Regions from separate parts of the Mus musculus genome. Here all the other regions are linked to region 4. A link is a contact called in public Hi-C and promoter capture Hi-C data. All regions are on one chromosome and are shown on one strand. Each heading gives the region's core, a stretch centred on a gene start, on an enhancer-like site or on the middle of the called end of the contact. The rest is flanking DNA. Distances are from core to core; before and after follow the strand shown. Region 1 holds the start of Pgm1 (phosphoglucomutase 1). Region 2 overlaps Ror1 (receptor tyrosine kinase-like orphan receptor 1). Region 3 overlaps Ror1 (receptor tyrosine kinase-like orphan receptor 1). Region 4 holds the start of Ror1 (receptor tyrosine kinase-like orphan receptor 1).

Region 1 (3,391 bases), core at 598-3,097, 170 kb before region 4:
AGACCTCGGGAAGGGCATGCATGGGTTCCGAGTCTGAGCCCAGCACTTTGTGTGATACCATTTGTTGAGTACTTTTTATTAGTACCTAGGTGAAAGCACTAATGTAAACTATATAAATCTAAAGTGGATGTTTGTAAGACTTGGAGGATTCTATGCTATATTTTCATTTTTGAGTTAGGTAATCTCAGTCACACTCACTATTCTACCTTTAACTAATTTTCTCACCTAATGAGTTTGAAAACACAACTTACTTTACAAAAATATGACTATAAGCTGTAAATTCTTAGGAAAATATTAGAAATTATGAGCAGCTGTCAGTTTCCACATAGCTACCACAGAAGCTCAATGACAGTGATTATAACCAGCTATGCTGTATACACATAAACTTCATATCCATATACCTATTAGCATTTGTTCTGAGGCAGAACTTACATATGTCAGCCAACCTCCCTGCTTGATCAAGAGACACCAATTAGCCACTGTGAAAGTATGAGTACAAGCTCAGTTCATGGGTTATCAGTATGTTCTAGTACTGCAACTGGAGAGAGGAGCTGATAATTTTAGGCTTGATAGGTTTTAAGTACAGTCTGATGACTGCATCAACTAATACTGATTTCACGTGGACTGTACTAAGCTGGGGTCATTTCAAGTCTGTATAGGTCTATGCCTCTATGGAATGTTTCTCTCTCTCTCTCTTTCCCTCTCTCTCTCTCTCTTTCTTTCTCTCTCTCTCTCTCTCTCTGGGTGTGTGTGTGTGTAGGAATACAGGCACAGTCATCATCACCACAACCTCTTTCTTGCAGAAATCCTTTTTGAAAGGTTTTACATTTGTTTAAGATGGACACTCACAGACTTAACTTTCTTAAAGGTATTTGTTTTCTTGGTATACTAAAATGACACATTTGTCAAGCAGAGACTCTTAACAAAAAAACAAAAACAAAAACAAAAAAAAACTAAGAAAGGCAGAAGAAAATATTCCTACCGAATAATCAAATCCTTTTTGACTGCCTTAGCTCTTGCTGTTTTCACAATCACTGGGTCCGCTGTCACAGTAATCCTTTGACGCCTTATAGCTGTATCTATGTTTATCTAGGCTGCCTTCAAAGTTTCCATTTCCTAGTTGTCAAACGTGATGGATGACAGACAGGCCAACCCTGGTAAGAGCCTGCCTGGCTTGTTCAGACCCAAACTGAGCTGAACTTCCTCAAGTGATGAAGGATTTTGTTTTGTTTTTCGAGACAGGGTTTCTCTGTGTAGCCCTGGCTTTCCTGGAACTCACTCTATAGACCAGGCTGGCCTCGAACTCAGAAATCTGCCTGCCTCTGCCTCCCAAGTGATGGGATTAAAGGCATGTGCCACCACCGCCCGGCGAGGAAGGATTTTATTATCGGAATTTCTCAGTGTTGTGAGCAGAAGCACGGAAAAATAAAACCCGTACTTTTGGAAGATCTAGAAACTATACACTAAACAAATCAGTTCTTCGGATATCCACAATCACTAATGAAGTAGCATGTGGCCCACAGCAAACACATAAAAAGTAGAAAGCTGAATATAACTTTGGGGTTGAGCCTGTCCTTGCAGAAAAAAAAAAAGTCGGAGGATGGCTTTTCTGTCTTTTAGACCAGCTTCTGGAATGTATACGTGACACTCTAGTCCAATCACAGTAACGTGCTGAACTCTTCGTCCTTGCACTATGATCGATAGATGAAGCTCTGCTCTCCAGTTAAAGAGCTAGTTTCTTTATATAGACCATTGGCTCAGGTAGAGATGTGTCAGTCGGGGAGACTCCGCCCCTCTCGACCCCGTGACCCGTCCCTCTTCCCAGGCAGCCGGACTTTGGCGAAGTGGGCGGGCCGTGGGCAGGCCCTGGGCCATCGTTTCCAGGGCAAGAGCAGAGCGGACCCTGAGCCCTCTGCAGCAGCCAGAGCCGCAGCCACTGTCGCCTCGCAGCCAACCGCCACCATGGTGAAGATCGTGACAGTGAAGACGCAGGCATATCCGGATCAGAAGCCGGGCACCAGCGGATTGCGGAAGCGAGTGAAGGTTTTCCAGAGCAACGCCAACTATGCGGAGAATTTCATCCAGAGCATCGTCTCTACCGTGGAGCCGGCGCTGAGGCAGGAGGCCACGCTGGTTGTGGGCGGGGACGGCCGCTTCTACATGACCGAGGCCATCCAGCTCATCGTACGCATCGCTGCAGCCAACGGGGTAAGGGACGCGCGGGCCGGGCTGAGCGTGTGCTACGTGCGGGCTTCTCTGGGCCGGCGCTTCCGTGCGCGCCACCATCCCGTCCCCGCCCCGCGCACGCTCCCTTGACCTTGGCAGTACCCCCGCCCCCACACCCCTATTCGGCTTCCCGTCCACCCCATCCCCCCACACCCCACGTTTCGCAATGGCTATGCCGGGGAAAGGTGAGCCCGCCGTGCAGACCCTGCGTGGCGCTGTGCTATTCTGGTCTGGGATTGGGGCACCTCCCGCTGACTCGAGGCCAGGTGTTGGGAGGGCCGGGGTGACCGGAGCACTCATCCCCCTGGGGCGTTAAGCCAGCGATCTGGGCCCGCAGGTGCCAAGCCTCTCTCCCTGCCCTCTGGTTGGCTTGGGAAAGGCGCTTCCTCCCCTGCCGGGCCTGCTGCCTGGGTTCAGGCTTTTGAAAAGTCCAGTCTCTGCTGGACCTGTTCCACCAAGGGGGCTGGACCTGAATTTTCATTAAAGCAATAACAATATACCCAAGGGCTCTCTTATGCAAGCTGTCCTGACAGGCCAGGAAATTAATGCAACGCCCCCAGTTCCGCCCCCTGGTTAAGAAGGTTAACTGTCTTAATTGAGCAGGTCCACTAGAGAGGTGAAACTTTTTTTTCTCCTATAAATCTGATGATTTGTAAATGTGGATTTGGAATTGGTTATTTGTTTCTACAAGATACTTTAAAAGAAGTTTTAAGGAACACGTTTTCTTTGTATATTTACAATAACATTGGACTTTCTCTCAGCTCCTCTGGGGCCCATTCCCTTCAACAATAACTTGTATTTCAACTTATTTCAAGCTGCCTTGCCAAGCACCGTGACAAACATTTCACTGGTGTGTCTCAAGAACCCTCTTGAAGCCCTATAAGGAAGACGCTATTATGGGTACTTTAAAGTCACCGAGGAGAGTACTAAAAAGCCTGGGCAGGTTAAAGAATTTACCAAAACTATAACGGGAACATTGAATCCAGCACGGACCTTCCGGTACCACTTGAGTGGCTTCTGAAAATCGAGGGACTCATAAATTGCAAGACCTTCTTTTTCCAGTTTTCAAGATCTAAACTGAGCTCTGTATGTAGACTTTCCTGGATGGGTCAGACATTGACAAACAGAGAAAGAAGTTGGGATTTGTATCTGTATGCCCAGGAGT
Region 2 (3,066 bases), core at 556-3,055, 230 kb after region 4:
CTTCATTACTATACCATAACCATGATTTTGCTACTGTTATGAAATGCAACCTCAAAATTTGTGGTTTCTGATGGTCTTAGGCAAACCCAATAAAAAGGTCATTCCACCTCCAAAGGGGTGAGACCCACAGGTTGAAAATCATTCCACTATTCCTCCCTGATAAGCCTGCCTACTTCAACCCCCCTCTCTCTCAACCCCTTCAACATTCAGTATCTTGACCTGCCACCCAGTTCTAAAGCTCACTGTGGCCTGCTCTCTCCTATCAGTTCCCTGGAGTCCCTTCTCCTCTCCATTTTCCTCAAAGACCTGAAGGATAGAGCCCACATCACCTCCCTTATTAGAAACTCCATAGGTGCTAAATGTGGCTTCCTTTTAAGCCACACTATAAAATGGGTCACTTCTCTCTTCAAGGGCTTTGACCACCCTGCATGGCTCAGATCATAGTCTGTCATTATAAATGCTTGCTTGCTTGGCTCTAGCCAGAATAAGAACTATTGACCACAAAGGCTCTTAATTCAACATGTTCAGATGGTTATGGGACATTTTACCCAGCTGTACTTAGTAATCTTTGCTTGCCTGAATAAGCTACCATAACAAGAAAAGTCTAACTCAGGCTCTAAGGTTCAGTGTCCAATTAATTTTTTCTTTATTCTTCCTTCCTTCCATTCTTTTTTTTTTCTTTCTCTTTACCTCTTGCTGCTATGAAATTAGTACTACAGTTTGTTCCTTTGATGTGTGCATCCGTGTTCATGTGTATATGAATTCACTTGCCCTTTCAGGCTCACGTGGAAGCCGAAGGTTGACATCAAGATGTCTTTCTCAACAGCTTTCTCTACCTTACTATTTCAGGTGGTCTCTTGCTGAACCTAAAGCTTGCTTTTTCAGCTACACTGGCTAGGCAGCAAATCCCAAGATCCTTGTGTTTCTAGCACAACATGGGGTTTCAGATACATGAGAGCATGCCCAGGTCTTACTGTGGGTTCTGTGCACAGCAAATACATCAGCCACTGATCCACACCCCAACTGCCCTCCTAGTTTTTATCTCCAGATTGCTCCATGTTTGTTTTTGGTTTGATTTGGTTGTTTTTTTTTTTTTTTTTGCAAAAGCTCTGGAGCAGATATGTCAAGTTGTTGAAGAATTTGCTTCAAAATTTGAGGGCCAAACCACCTCATTCATAAGAGAATGACCATTCAGGTGGCATATGCTTAACAAAGAGACCTGAGATGTGACTAAGTCAGCAGATTCTTTCAGAATGTGAAGCAAGTAGAGATTTTCAGGGGGCCTGGGGGGGGGGTTGGGGGGGGGCTGGTCTGTGTGCTCACGCACAGTGCCAGAAGTTTACATTCTCTGAAAACCTGAAAGGAGATTGTTAATCTCAGTGGATCCAAGTTGGAATATTGACTGACACCCGAAGGGATTCGGATCCTGTTCAATCAAGATACGACTGTGGAAAACTGAGATGCTCTAACCTCATGGTCCCCATAGGAACAGAAATTCACCGGCCAGAATGACACACTTTTGTTTTGAAAACCACCCAGGCTCCACATGGAGCTATGGGCTGCCTGGGAATGTATTAAGATGGGGTAGGCTGCTGCCTCAGACTGACCAGGGTAACAAAACAACACACTGTCTTCAAGCAAGGCTCTGATGTGTCCTGGTTGTGCTTTGCTCAGGGTTCCTGGGCAGAGAGCACATGTGGCCTTGGCATGACAGAGACACAGCCAGCCACAGGCTTGCACAGAGAGGACTACACTCCAGGCTGAGGCCGGAGCAGGCCTCCTGTTGAAGGTACTCAAATCACAGGGCTGACTTACGATCTGTTCTGTTTACTTTGGCCTAGAGCCCAAACCAGAAATGTATTTCAGGCCTGGCCTTCTAGATACTATCTCTCGTCATTTAGAGGTTCGTTACACAGAGCCGCTCATCCTGTCCTGCTCCGGTTAAGGTCTGTCAGCATTTTTCAAAGGTTTATAATTCAACCCTAATGGAGGAGCTTGCCTCTTTTAGAGCTCAGCTTGGTATGTAGGGCCTACACCTAGAAGTCTAAAACTCTGGGTGTCCCCAATGTTTGCTTTGCCTCCTCTACCATTTTTAAGTCGGACTCTTACTGGATAATAGGGAACCATTGTATTAGCTTGTGGTTTTGTTAGATTTATTTTGGTGTTTGAAAGGCTAAGAAAAATTGGCAGTCATGAGGATCCAGTGGTATGTGCATATTTTAATGACCATTTTAAAGTTAGATGGGTGGGAAAGGTCAGAGACAAGTTTGTCAACATTTCTCCAAGACTTGGAAAGCAGTTCTCAAGCCCACAGCCTGTGTTCAACATTTCAGTTGGATAGTTTAATTGTGTTATTAAAATAGCAACCTGAGGGCTAGCCATACTCCTGCTGTGAGTTCTGAATGTTCTTATTATTTTAAAATTTAAATGAAATATTGCACCTAGTAAGCATGATATAACAAAACAATACCCCTATATAAATGCCCAGTGGTGCTGGAGAGGTGGCTCAGTGGTCAAAGTACTTGCCAAGCCAGGAGAAAAAGGTTCAGAGTTTGATACCCAGTATCCAGATAAATTCCATTGGTAGGTGTATTGGCTTGTAACTCTAGCCTCAGAGGGCAGAGATAGGTCATCCTGAAGCAAACTGGCTAGTGCAGCTGCCCACATTGATGAGCTCTGGTTTTGATTGAGATACCTTGCCTCAGTGAGTAAGGTGGAAGGGCAACTGAGGAAGATTGTCAGGATCAACCTCAGGCCTTCACATGCTCTTGAACACACATGCATGTGCATTTATGCACACACACACACACACACACACACACACACACGGACACACACACACGGACACACACACACATACACACACACATACACCAGAGAGTTATAAACTCAGTTGGATATTGCAGCACCAAGGTCTACTCTCTGTTCAGGTTGTTGTAAGTCTACTTCACCATTGGGTGACTTTTAAACCATAGACACTCCTTTGACACGGTTGATCTGGAAGGCTAAAACCAGGATACAGCCACCTCCAGCTCAGGTGAGGTTCCTCATCTGAGCTTGTATGTC
Region 3 (3,209 bases), core at 553-3,052, 190 kb after region 4:
CTAATTGAGTGTTCATGCCCTGTAGTTCATGGAGACCACACTGAAACATGTCCTTCTCAGTTTTGGCAAGGGAATGAGATCACATATGCCAAATTGCCTAGCTTAATTAATGTCTGGGACAATATGGCCTCTAAATAAGGTAGAGTGACTGGAGGTGGCAGAGTGGCTGATAATGAAAGTATTGGTAATTTCTTTTAAGAGGTCCCCACATTTCCTTGGGAGTCTCAGATTTGGATTTGGTCAATTACCCACAGAGACCTGGGCCTGCAGCATTGCTTTCCTAAGTTATTTGTCTTTTGAACTCCAGACAGGCTCTAGCCAGTCACACTTAGAGGCCATCTACTTGCCCATCCTTGGAAGTGTGTCACATCCTTGGAAGAGGATTAAGTTGTATGTATACTGCTTGTTTTGGAGTTCAGACAGAATCATGTCCAGCTAATTCCATTCTGGGTCCCAGTCCTGTGATTATTTCTAGAGTGTGGGAGCGAAGTGCTTCATAGTGACTTTTGTCAAACAAGGAGTTCCTACTCAGAGACCCTTGGTGAGTCTCCTAACCTTGAACCTCTGCGAGCTTAGTCGTGCACTGGAATGTCACTTCGGATCTCTCCTCCATATTCATTTCCTTGTGATGCTTCTTTTGGTTCGTTTCCATGTGATGAATAACTAAAAAAATGAATAGATACGAGATAGGAAGTGTCTGGTTTCTATTGTCACACTATTTATCTGGCAGTGTCAGCTCTTCAATTCTTTACTTAAGTGAGCTTTCCAGCGAATTAGAGCATTCTTCATTAAATGCCAAAAAAAAAAAAATAATAATCTCTTGTTGAATGGAAGTCATTCTTGATAGATTACTCAGGGGTCTCAGTCTTCTCTGGCAGATTTCGTCTCACAATACTGCATGTTCACCACCGAGTTACTGGAAGGAAGGACCTACCAGCGTCTAGTGACTCCTAAGCTGTTACTTATCATGAGCCATTGGTCTGTTTGTGCCCTTTGAGCAGTTTCTAGCTTGCATCCATCTCTTTGTCTGCTCTCTATTTGTTCTGTTTAGTCAGTCAGGCTTGGGAGAGCTGATAAGCCGGCCCATGAAATGTGCACATAAACAGCTTCTGAACGAGGACACTTTGAGCTTTCTCAAGGACTGAGAACTTTGGATCATCCTCCTGAATGGGCTCGCCAAAACCTACGGCATCTTCACTTTGCCTCTCTGTGGTCAGATTCTTGTTTACTCAGCTGCCATATTTGAGCCCCAGGAACACATCCCAGCGTGGAGGGCAACCTGGGGGTCATTACTACTTGGGGGATTTGGTTTTTTTTAAAGGAGATTTTGTAAAAAGATACATTCAATCTTGTTTTCCGCTTGGCAGTAAGCCAAACATGGATTGTTTCGCCCATATAGCTCATCCCCTTAGGATTCTGATTGTCTAGATGGGGAAAATGCATAGATGAAATAAAGTCAGAAATCATTATGAAGGCCACTACTGTGTTCTTTGTGTCTTGGAGAAGAGGATGATGTCTACTTGGAAGACTGACAGAGAGAGAGAGAGAGGGAGAGAGAGAGAGAGAGAAGAGAGGAGAGAGTTCGTTCTCTTTATCCCCTCCTGTGTGTCTTTCTATGACTCTCTTGTTTTCACACAGAATAAACTTTTATTCAGCACCAATGGTATCCTTTCAGTGATACTGCAGTAGTGGATGACACAAGCCTGATGCTTGTCTTGGTTAATATCAGAGAAGGATGGAGTGGAGGAGCTGAGGGAAGGAACCATGCATCTCAGTAAAGAGAGTCAAGAAGGGCAGAGTGTGGCCAGAAGGTGAACTGACTCAACCTGGCTGGAATGTGGGAGCAGGCTGTAAAGACCCTTCATGCTCTACTGCCAGTTTAACATGATTCACTTGCCAGAGATGCCTAGGAAGGATTGCCCAGGGGCAACTTAGAGAAGTGCAGTTCTACCATGGGAGAATTTGACACAGACAGCAGTCAGTCTCAGAGGAACCCCAAAGAACATATGGCCAATGTAATGTCATTTCAACTTCCCCTTCCCTCTTCCATTTTTGATGTCCCACCTCAGTAATCTAGAATCTAACAACAGCCTTTCTGTGGTGTGTACCTCTCTTCTTTCCCCATGAATTTTACAAGAGTTTCAAGCAGTCAACATACATAGAAAGTTCTAGAAGCTGCAGTACTCCAGGGATGGCTGATAGCTCCACAGCTATAGTTTCCTTGTAGAATGATGTCACTGGTATGTATTGACAATTAAATTATGTTCTACATCATATTGGTTCTTTAGCCATACCATGAAGGTTAAATGTGACCATCAGTGTGGGTCAGGCCTATTCTCATGCCTAGTCCGTGAGCACTAACCCTCTCTGTTCCTAACTACTCTCCTTCAAGTCTGTTGGTGCCACCTGCAAACCAGACATGCTGCTTTTTAGGGACCATGTGCTCAGCTAACCCCCACTAAACCTTGGAGACCTGGTATCATACTGACTTTGAACTTAAGTCATTTCTTCAGATTGCTCTGAGCACCAAGGCAGAGATACACATATTTTCAGACAGCAGAAATCCAGTTTGAATTTCTCATTGCATTTGAGGTAGAAGAAAACCTGAGGGTAGTGTTCACAGAGGTTCTCAGGAGAACAACATTCCCTTTGCGTTCTCAGTGTTCTCTGGTCCCATTTGGCTGGAGCCACTACTGCTGGCTTCAGTTAGCTATTTACATTCCCCCATCTTTATATAAATTGTGCTATATTAGCGTATATTTCACACTGTGACCCAGTGTTTTTCAGATCCTTTAAGCCCGGCTATTTGTGCATTAGTCAACGTCAACAGAAGTAAAACCTCAAATTGAGTGCAGGCTACAGCCCTGCTCCATTGCTCGCTCTGTCATGCTGAAATGGATCTCTTGTTCTAAGATGTGCTGTGAAATACACTCTATTTACATTAAGGAGACCTCTGTATATTTAAGGCATAATTGTTTCAGGGCCTTCATTAATTTTTGAATGGTAAGACCTTGGCTTTCTTCTTTTCTATCTTTTCTGTAATGATGGAAGTTAGAAGCTTCCAAAAGAATAGTAATAATAATAATAATTGTAATATCAATGGTAATAACAACAATAACAACAAATTGGTCCTCATTAAAGCTAGGTGGAGTTTTTTTTGGGTCTTTTTGGTAATGTGCTTTATAAACAGTGAGAGATCTGATTGCGAA
Region 4 (3,273 bases), core at 350-2,849:
GGACAAGTCATTCATTTTCTTTCTGCAAAACAATATTTTAAAAAAATTATTATCATTAATAATAATAATACTTATTTACTTTACATCTCACTCACTGCCCCCTTCCTGGTCACACCCTCCCATCATCCCTCCCCAACCCCTTCCCTTCTCTGAGCTGGTGAGGGCCTCTTGGGTAACCCCTACCCTGGCACATCAAGTGCCTTTGAGGCTAAGTGCATCCTCTCTCACTGAAGCCAGACAAGGTAGCCTAGCTAGAACATATCCAGGCACAGGCAACAGCTTTTGGGATACCTCAAACTCCAGTTGTTCAGGACCCACATGAAGAGCAAGCTGCACAACTGTTACATATGTGTGGGGAGGCCTAGGTCCAGCCTGTGTATATTCTGTGGTTGGTGGTTCAGTCTCTTGAGAGCCCCAGGGGTCCAGGTTAGCTGACTCTGTTGGTCTACTTGTGGAGTTCCTATCCCCTCAGGGGTGGCAATCCTTTCTCCTATTCTATAAGATTCTCCCAAGCTCCATCTGCTGTTTAGCTGTGGGTGTCTGTATCTGTCTGAGTCAGCTGCTGGGTGGAGCCTCTCAGAGGATAGCTGTGCTAGACTCCTGTCTCTGCACACCAACTTTTAAAACTGCAATATGTCTCACTGTCTATAATGCAGCAGGCAAGCAGAAGGTACTTAGTAGGAAGCCAGGTGACCATGGACAGATTCTGAGTATCTTTGTGTTCTGGGGAACAATATTGACAGGGGTCCTTAGCTACTCTTGCATCCTTGGAATCCAAGTCAGTCTGGCATACAGTGGGTGCTCACTTTATATGATCCAGGGTGTTCTTGGTACTGAACTCCCAAGAGCATTTATGAATTACAAAACCAATAAACGGCAAACCAGGAGAAAAAAATAAAAACACTGTAAGTAATGTAAATAGGAGGTAATAGACTTGCTTAGCTGAGCAAGAGCAAGAGAAATACACCGTATGTAAAGAAACAGAACACTTATGTGATATAAAAAATATTAAAAAGACAAACTGAAATATTACTCTGTTCATGTTCAGAAGGCAGAGAAACAACTTTCAGGAGGCCGGGGGGACAGTGACAATAAAGAACGAAGATGAATCTTCTCTTAATGTCCTAAAAGAAGCAGATCAGATGAGCTTGGTGTAGATGTAGTGGTCCTAGGATTAAAAACAAGAAGACACATGAGTCACTTGTATTTGGGCTCCCCCTTAAGCAACTTTTGGGAAAGAAGAAATTAAATGGGGCACGGTGTAATATCTGTACATGTTCCCTCACCCAAGGCAGTGGCAGAGAAAGACAGTTAAAATCTGGGCTTCCTAACTTATCCAGTCACACTTTACACTGGAAGCCCATCTCCCTAAAGTCCTTCTCCGTCAAAATGTCTCAAAGGTCCCATCAACATCAATGGCTGGTCCCCAGCGAGTGGGGGGTGGGGAGTGGGGTTGGGGGGGAGGGGGAGGGGGCGGAGGGGGGATGATGGGTTAACAGGAGGTGTGGTAGCTGCTTTCCGAGATGCCTTGGAAGGTGCGAGTCCAGGAGGTAGCAGTAGAGGGCGCTGGGACCCCGGCCTGGGCCCGCCTCTGCCATTGGTCCGGGCTGGGGCGCTGGGTTGTGGAGTTGGTGGAAAGTGACAAGTTGGGCGAGAAGAGAGATCGTGGAGAGCTGGAGGAGCCTCGGCTTAGTGAGCCCCGAGACCGCAGCTCCAGGCACTGGGCACGCTCTTCTGCAGTCGGAGCCGGAGACACACGGTTCGCAAGAGCGACACAGAGAGCCTAGGACTGAACAGCCGGCTGAGTCAGGGCTGCTGCGGAGTACCGACCGGGAGGAGCCGCGCTCCCAGGTCCAGGGCGGCAGAGCGGAGACGAGGGAGCAGGTCAGAGGGACAAAGAGTTTTGCAAAGGCCCCCCGGTGTCCTGCGAGTGCCTGCGGCAGGACGAAGTGACCCGGAGCCCTGGGCGAACCCGTGGATGTTCTGCGCGCCGCCAGGGAGCCGCCAGCACCGCCACGAGAGGAGGAATGCACCGGCCGCGCCGCCGCGGGACGCGCCCGCCACCGCTGGCGCTGCTGGCCGCGCTGCTGCTGGCCGCACGCGGGGCTGATGCCCAAGGTAAGCAGCGCCCGCGCCCGGGTTCCACCGTCCGCCCCCCCCCAGAGCTGAGTGCCCGGTGAGCGCCTCGCCGGTCCCGGAGCTGGTCATTCGACCGCCGCCTGCACGGGCCGCCCGAGGGAGGCCATCCAGGACTCTCTCTGAAGCTCGGCTGCGGGCTGGGCTCTGGAGGACTGGTCGTAGGCATCCAGCTGTGGTTGTCAGTGCTGACAGGAAGTGTAGAAGAACTTTGGAGGTGGTGTGTGTGTATGTGTGTGTGTGTGTATGTATGTTGGGGGAGATGCTGATCCTTTGCCTATCTCTTTCTGGATTCCTACCGCACCCCAACTGGGGTCCAGTTTATCTACTTCTCTATCCCAGAAAGAGTTTGTATTTTCAGTGGCGCCTCCGACAGAGCCCAGGCGGTCCGCGAACCCATACAAACAAAAGCCCTGTACTCCCAGGACTCCCTTGTCCTTGCGTCTTCTCTGTTTGGTGTTCGGAGCCTCCTGCCCTCTAGAGGGTCATCCTGCAGACCAAAACCTTTGCTCTTCCGCTGCCACTTTGTGCAGTTAGAGGCGGCCTGCTGCTCCAAAATACTCTGGACTCCGGGGTGCACGTGTGCAAGTGTGTGTGTGTGTGTGTGTGTGTGTGTGTGTGTGTGTGTCGAGGTGGAAGAAATAGAGGTCATCTAATGCATACTTGATTTTGGTCATCTCCAGAGACAATCGCTACAGTTAGAGAAAGCCTCCACCGGCAGCCGGAGCGTCTTAGTTCCCTGCGGGAAGCTTGGATCCTCGCTGGGTCTGAGCCTGCACACAATGAGAGGGAAGAGCCCGCTGCGCCTGTGGAGACAACCAATTCATTCTTTGGAAGTTAGAGGGGGAAAGTTGATTAAAGTCTCTGGGGGTCTTGGGCCTCACTTTTAACATGCATCCCTTGAGGGGGTGTTGGAGCCCCTGAACTCTTCCCGCCCCCACTTCCAGCCCCCAGCCTCTCTAGATAAACAGAAATATTTACCATTCATATCTTTACCATTCATCTGTAAGCCAGTTAGGGAAGAGTCTAGTTTACTGAACAGCTGGGGAAAAGAACCACTCACTGAATGACTGCTGAATTAGTTTCTACTAAAAGTTAGGGGTGACTTTCTTGGTACAAAGCTCTCAGCAAGGAAGC

The links. Promoter capture Hi-C pulls out the DNA fragments that hold promoters and counts their contacts. Hi-C and Micro-C count contacts between places; a contact is called where the count stands out from the background. Capture Hi-C pulls out chosen DNA fragments and counts their contacts.
Region 1: a contact with region 4 is called in a promoter capture Hi-C map of adipose tissue. The contact joins the promoter of Pgm1 here to the promoter of Ror1 in region 4. A contact is called at or near these places in 1 of 39 promoter capture datasets (liver), 3 of 484 Hi-C or Micro-C datasets (cumulus cells and embryonic stem cells) and 2 of 9 other capture datasets (adipose tissue and pancreatic islet).
Region 2: a contact with region 4 is called in a promoter capture Hi-C map of liver, with 5 times the contacts expected there. The contact joins the enhancer-like site here to the promoter of Ror1 in region 4. A contact is called at or near these places in 13 of 39 promoter capture datasets (the 3T3-L1 cell line, 3T3-L1-derived adipocytes, cranial neural crest and 8 more), 10 of 484 Hi-C or Micro-C datasets (embryonic fibroblasts, liver, nephron progenitors and 2 more), 10 of 115 datasets of contacts at active chromatin or transcription factors (cardiomyocytes, craniofacial prominence, embryonic forebrain and 7 more) and 3 of 9 other capture datasets (adipose tissue, embryonic stem cells and liver).
Region 3: a contact with region 4 is called in a Hi-C map of the C2C12 cell line, with 2.7 times the contacts expected there. The contact joins the enhancer-like site here to the promoter of Ror1 in region 4. A contact is called at or near these places in 9 of 39 promoter capture datasets (the 3T3-L1 cell line, 3T3-L1-derived adipocytes, cranial neural crest and 4 more), 1 of 15 datasets of contacts at CTCF or cohesin (the NIH/3T3 cell line), 6 of 484 Hi-C or Micro-C datasets (the C2C12 cell line, the HL-1 cell line, cerebellum and 2 more), 7 of 115 datasets of contacts at active chromatin or transcription factors (cardiomyocytes, craniofacial prominence, heart atrium and 3 more) and 1 of 9 other capture datasets (liver).

What each region holds. Positions count from the first base shown.
Region 1 is chr4:99,927,604-99,930,994 of GRCm38.p6, forward strand. Pgm1 (phosphoglucomutase 1) reads left to right here and starts at 1,848. Exons shown (of 11, transcript NM_028132.3): 1 at 1,848-2,208. The coding sequence starts at 1,963. BC062258 (a long non-coding RNA gene) reads left to right here and starts at 2,215. Exons shown (of 2, transcript XR_003955079.1): 1 at 2,215-2,411; 2 at 3,042-3,391.
Region 2 is chr4:100,320,181-100,323,246 of GRCm38.p6, forward strand. All of the region lies in intron 2 of Ror1 (receptor tyrosine kinase-like orphan receptor 1), which reads left to right. Among named protein-coding and RNA genes, the nearest start is that of Gm35760, 72 kb to the right of the region's middle. Within about 2 kb of position 1,806, at least 55 of the 459 cell types and tissues checked have an H3K27ac peak or open chromatin away from gene starts, as enhancers often do. A contact at or near this core is called in adipose tissue, liver and uterus, where this site is marked.
Region 3 is chr4:100,285,174-100,288,382 of GRCm38.p6, forward strand. All of the region lies in intron 1 of Ror1 (receptor tyrosine kinase-like orphan receptor 1), which reads left to right. Among named protein-coding and RNA genes, the nearest start is that of Gm35760, 110 kb to the right of the region's middle. Within about 2 kb of position 1,803, at least 27 of the 459 cell types and tissues checked have an H3K27ac peak or open chromatin away from gene starts, as enhancers often do. A contact at or near this core is called in the C2C12 cell line, the NIH/3T3 cell line, heart atrium and 1 more, where this site is marked.
Region 4 is chr4:100,094,192-100,097,464 of GRCm38.p6, forward strand. Ror1 (receptor tyrosine kinase-like orphan receptor 1) reads left to right here and starts at 1,600. Exons shown (of 9, transcript NM_013845.5): 1 at 1,600-2,118. The coding sequence starts at 2,028. It overlaps Gm35701 (a long non-coding RNA gene), which reads right to left and starts at 1,452. Exons shown (of 3, transcript XR_376465.2): 1 at 1,287-1,452; 2 at 1,034-1,168; 3 at 1-22.